Linked DNA regions of Mus musculus: region 2 is linked to region 1. A link is a contact called in public Hi-C data. All regions are on one chromosome and are shown on one strand. Each heading gives the region's core, a stretch centred on a gene start, on an enhancer-like site or on the middle of the called end of the contact. The rest is flanking DNA. Distances are from core to core; before and after follow the strand shown. Region 1 has its middle 30 kb from the start of Wnt5a. Region 2 overlaps Cacna2d3 (calcium channel, voltage-dependent, alpha2/delta subunit 3).

What was found. Hi-C and Micro-C count contacts between places; a contact is called where the count stands out from the background.
Region 2: a contact with region 1 is called in a Hi-C map of neural progenitor cells, with 4 times the contacts expected there. The contact joins two enhancer-like sites. A contact is called at or near these places in 5 of 484 Hi-C or Micro-C datasets (cerebral cortex, cumulus cells, embryonic stem cells and 1 more) and 3 of 115 datasets of contacts at active chromatin or transcription factors (astrocytes, differentiating embryonic stem cells and embryonic basal ganglia).

Annotation. Positions count from the first base shown.
Region 1 is chr14:28,534,547-28,537,391 of GRCm38.p6, reverse strand. No RefSeq gene overlaps it. Among named protein-coding and RNA genes, the nearest start is that of Wnt5a, 30 kb to the right of the region's middle. Within about 2 kb of position 1,426, at least 11 of the 459 cell types and tissues checked have an H3K27ac peak or open chromatin away from gene starts, as enhancers often do. A contact at or near this core is called in neural progenitor cells, where this site is marked.
Region 2 is chr14:28,957,562-28,960,261 of GRCm38.p6, reverse strand. The region is part of intron 31 of Cacna2d3 (calcium channel, voltage-dependent, alpha2/delta subunit 3); the gene reads left to right. Among named protein-coding and RNA genes, the nearest start is that of Lrtm1, 59 kb to the left of the region's middle. Within about 2 kb of position 1,406, at least 69 of the 459 cell types and tissues checked have an H3K27ac peak or open chromatin away from gene starts, as enhancers often do. A contact at or near this core is called in neural progenitor cells, where this site is marked.

The DNA.
Region 1 (2,845 bases), core at 177-2,676:
ATGTTCTTCTAAATAATCCTCCATGATCCTATATGTAAGTCCAATAAACTCACTGGTTCACCAAATTGGAGTTGTATGGGTTCATATCTTTGATCGGTCACTGTTGCCTAGTCTTGGGAGAGTAGAAATTCACTTATGTCTCTGCGGGGGGGGGGGGCACTTAACACTTGGTACCTAAACAGAGACAGGGCATAACCAAAGATGAGTTTTGGAAAAGTAGTCACATTGCCCCTGGTGTGGGTAGAAAGGCATGTGGCAGAAGCAAGGCTATATGAAGATGAAGTGGACATGGGTACAATCCCAATATAGCCATCCCTTCCTGGGTGGTGTGGACCACTGTCTTGATATAGAAGCTGCTGCATTGCCTCTGCTATGTGTAAAAAGACACTCACTTGAAGCTATTGCATGTGAGACTGAAGTGATCATGGTGGGAATCCTACGGGAACCATCTTCTTTCATGTTGTACAGAATGGCACATCTCCTTGATAAATGTGGTCTGCCAGGACAATGCGGCAACATTTTGGGATCCCAAGAATGGCTGAGGACCAGAAAACATATTGTAATCCCTGGAAGCAGCACAAGAGGAATGGGTTCATTAGGAGCTCAGAAAGAAGCCGTCCTGCCCCTGCCACGGGTGAGAAGGCTGCCGTTGAAGCTTAGCTGTCTGCCCAGAAAGAGATTGCCCACAGAAGGAAGCAATTATGAGAGAAAGAAGAAAAAAAAAAAGACCTGCTGGTGCCATCCTCCATATTAGCCTATGATTTGGTAAGCAAATCAGATAAAGGAGAGGATAAAGTGAAGGTTCTTGTTTGCTGTTTCTCACAGTTTGGGTGTGACAAAAAAAAAAAAGTGTGTGTTGGGGGGGGGGTGGTCTCCAAATAAATTTCTGCCAAATATGCCTCTCTGGTTTTCAAACCTTTGAGTCTGTAGGTATCAGTGGAAATGGGTAAGAGCAATAGGGAGTGAGCTAAGCAGGAGAGAGCCTCTGGATGGTGCCCAGTTCCCTGGGCCAGATAGAACTCTTTGCAGGAGAGTTAAGAAGGGAGAGAGTTCAACAGAGACCTGAGGCTGGTATGGGCTTCTGTGACTTTGCCAAGACCCCTAGTGGGTCATGATCTTTATGAGGTGGGAAAGGCACTGGTAGATCTGAGTGACTTAGACCAGCATGTAAATCAGGTTTGTAAAGTACTAAAGCAATCAAGAGTGGATGAGAGAAAGAAAAAGCAGATGAAGGGGGCTGTCCAGGTCACTTGAAAGCAAATGTGGCGAGATTGGTGTGGAGCCAGGCTTCCTGGGGAAAACCTGACGGAGAGCCAAGCGCTGTATTTGTGAGGTTCTGGAAGGCTTTAAAGCCTGAATAGTTCACCAAAGAAGTGCAGGTGATCCCTGCGGCCAGCTGCCATGAAGGAAGCAGATCTCATGGGTAGGCACTGGGCCAACTGCTTCCCTAAAAGGGAGGCCAAGGCTGCCTGCAGGCATAGCCATTCAGAGTGACCAGAGGCCCCACATTCAGCTGTGGACTTACTGGTTTCTAATATGCTTGGGTGGTTTCAGGATCCAGGCCCTAGTTGGGTCCTGGTGGCCTGCAGAGACATAAGAAGCCATTAGCAGTGGACGTGTAGACAAGGGGTGCAGGTGAAAAGGGGAACTGGCCTTATCACAAAGGAGGCGAAGTTCATGTCTTTCCCCCAACCCCCACCCGCTAGGGCAAGTCACACAACACATACCAATCGTTACTTTGTTCATCCTATCCATTTTTATAGTTTAAAGAGACTTTAATTGCACAAAAGCCAACCACAGTCATCAGAGAGATCGATGAAAACCAGTTTTGGTTTTTGTTGTTTTGTTTTGTCACTTAGAGATAAGAACTACGTAACACTAGATAACACTGTGTACTAATTTTTTTTTTCATAAATACAGGAGGCAAAATTTACCTGCTCATTTCCATTATAAAGCATAAGATCAATGCTGAATGCAAAAAGAGGATGAGGATCCTTGGGTACCAAGTCAGATGCCCTACACTACCCATAATTATCATAGGACTAACTATAAAGGCTGCATTAAGACACCATACAACCAACAGCACACTAATGAGTAAAGGAAACGCCTTCAAATGACTCCCTGGAAAAGAACAGAACTTGGGAGCAAAAGACCATCCTGGTCTCTAGATATCACCAGATAAAGCCACAAGAGTGACATCCCCAAAGGAGATAGATTCGAAAATCATTAAAATTCAGTCAGTTCCCCACCCCCACATCCTCTTTTCCTCACTCCACCTCAGAACTATCTGTAAGTCTTGAAGGGTATCATCATACTGTTCGCTACAGGCAGGAGCACCTGGGTTCACCTCCTTCTCTCCACTAGCCCTGGGACTCCTGATAATGCTCCACTAACTTTGCTACAAATGTGGCAATTTTAGACTCTCTAAGTGGAATTGTATCCAGTGTTTGTCTTTCCACACCTGGCTTTTTTCACTTAGCTTAATTTCCTCCAGACTCACTTACATCCCCTCTCACAGCCTCAAGTCTGACTAATACTTTGTAAGTCAGTACCTCCCTCCCTCCCCTCCCCCGCTCCCCCCGCCCCCCCCACCCCCCCCACCCCCGCCTTGGTCTGTCCATCCGCTGCACACTGACATTGCTTCACGCCTTTACTGTCTTCAGTAGTCTTGACAACAATATAAATATAAATTGAAGATAAAAGAGCAGGTATTTCTTCGGGGACCTGCTCTTAATCCAGTACAGGGATGGATATGTGATAGGCTAGGTGAAGGAGCTTAGCCCTTAGAAACCAAGCTGGAGCCTCCATGTTCCAGCCCACCACCCCAAACAATGACTGCTGATTG
Region 2 (2,700 bases), core at 157-2,656, 420 kb before region 1:
AGCACGATGAGTGAGCGATATGAGTGAAGTCAATCGGTATGGCCCAGCGCACTGCCTCCTGGGTAATGCAGCAACACACAGCCTTGCAGAGTACGCTCCTCAACTAAAGCTTGTGCTGAGTGATCTGCGGTTAGACGACATGAGAGCAACAGGGCCTGGGTGAGGTAAATTCCTGGCTCCCATGTGAGTGTGCCATGTGGAAATTACAGTGTTCTGTGAGGAGCCGCTTCAGTGGGATGACCTGACTAATGCCGGGTTCTGGGGCAGGAGAGACAGCCCTCCCTTCTTTAAGAATTTCATGTGTTCATGTTTCATGCCCTTGCCTGTGAGAGCGACCCCTACAGAGTGTGCTTTCAAGCTCAACAGGAAAAACATTTGTAGATGCCACTGCAGGTCAGTCGCTTTGCTTCTTAGAGGTTTAGATTAAAAAATGCTTAATTATATAACCCAAGATGAGCCTTATGTCAGCTTCTGGGGTCATTCTTTTATGGCTATATTTATAAATAGTAAGCTGTTTCAAGGTTTGTTTCAGAGTTGCTAATAATTGAACAAGGGATGGAGACACTACCATGATTAGGCACTATTATAGGCAAGTTTCCTGGACTTGTGGCATAGAGTAGGTATTTAATAAATGTTTGTCCCACAGTCGCTAAGCAGACTACATGAGCTTAGCTTACCACTTTAAAATTCAACCTGCTAAGCATTAGAAAAAAGTATTGCTTGGTTGGGATCTTTTTTTTTTTTTTTCTTGGTGGAGAAAACATAAAACAAAACAAAACAAAAAAAGACCCCAGTAACATGAAAATGACTATTAAAAAGTAGATTATCCCGTCCAGGGTGCATGGCAGGCTTTGAGTTGCTACTTGGGACAGAGTGCCTGCCTCTTCACAATTTCAAAGAGCCCCATCTAGGGAGTGGGTTGTTGCTAATGACAAGGTCTTAGGCTGTGGACAACCGTGGTTGAAGTGGTCTGGGGATGAAGTCATGGGAATTAAAGCATGTTATCTGTCATGAGGCTAAATTCCCAGAGCTGAGCTCTACAGGGCTGTACATGGGCTTGGGCTAGGCACAATTCTCAGGGCTTATTTTAGAGCCGAATGAAAGCAGGCAATTATCTTGTTCTTTGACTATAATCAGCAGAACAGGATGCAGGTAGCCACAAAGTGGAGTTATTTAAAACAGTAAAGAAAAAAGAAAATCAATTCCAAAAGAGCAATATTCTCAAAGTCTCCTTTTTGCCAGCATGTTGAGAAGACAGGGAAGGCTGATTCTCTGACCTCTTTGGGAACAGTAGGACCCAACCACCCCCTTTCCCTTCCTTTTGCAATGAGAGGCAGGTGCTCAGGCTCTGCTCGGAAGCTTCCCCATGGTGATTCATTTTGCCCTCCTCAGTGTCAGCTGGGGTCTCTGGAAAAGATCCAGGGAGAATCCTGAGCTTCCAGCCATCTGTCAGTCAGGGAGTTGCCATGGTTACCACCAGGCAGCTGGTCTTGTAAGCCAGCTGGGTTCATTCTGGCTGGGGACTCCTCAGTCGTCCCTCAGCAGGAGGCTCCAAATGATCCAGGACTTTGGTTCTGAGAACCTATCTTAAGCAGCGTTTGTTATGATATTCCAGTGAGAGCCTAGCATCGATATAGATGCGACTCTGTGTTTCTGAGAAGAAAGCAGACTTGAAGTGGATTCAGATTGGCCCTAGGATCATTCTGGCCCTGCCACTCATTAGCTCTGTGGATTTGCACATGTCAGGCTGCCTGAGACCTGCTTTGTACTTTTGGCAAATGGGCTGATATGCTCTGAAGAATCCATTGCTTATGGTCACCACCCAGAATCCAGCCAACAGCAGCTTAGTACCTCAGCCCTCAACTCAGAATGCAGGGATGGAAGGTACTATAGATAGCATGTCCCTCTCACCCCAGCTTTGGAGGGTGCCTTGGACTACAGTAATAAACATGGTGGCTTCCCAGTGAACTGTCCATCCTCTGGCCAGCAGATGGAGGCCTGGGTCTAGACTTCACCAAGGGTAGTGTGGGTCTGGCTCAAGGTCTTTATTTCTACTCCCTAAGCAAAGCTGCTTGTTTGCAGGAAGCAAAAGGTAGACAAATGGGAGACAGTTTCTGATCGAGAGAGTCACCCAGGAGTACATAGGTGATTGTGTAATCACCCTTTGTGCCTTATTGTGCCACTGTGTACCACTCACTGGTTGGAGCTGACCTCCATTGCAGTTTGATTAGTACTGGCCAGTTTTCTTTTTGGCATCTATACATTGATCTGAACTTTCTCCGGGAAGCTGTCCCAATTATGTCATTACGTCTTGGGGCTCACCTGGGTGAGTTTGTCAGCAGGCAGTAGTTTATGTATTTGCCTTGAAAAACAGAATTCCTTCTCCATGATATATACTGTAGTAGGGAATCAGGGAGGTGAGAGACGGATACCACATCAGATTGGCCACATACAGTGGTAATATTGTATTATAGTAGTCTTTTCTAAGCATAGCAATAAGTGTACCCAGTGTTAAGCAATGGACTGTTCTAGAAATGGATTCTTGTGAGGGAGAATTCTACATGGACAAATAAGAGCGAGTGTTTTAAGCTATTTGAAATCTTTCCATGTCAGGTTGGACTTTGGTCAGCTCCCCTTTAAACTGTCAGGAATTGTGGTGGGGCAGTGGAAGTCAGGGGGACCTGTCTCTGTCCACTGCTT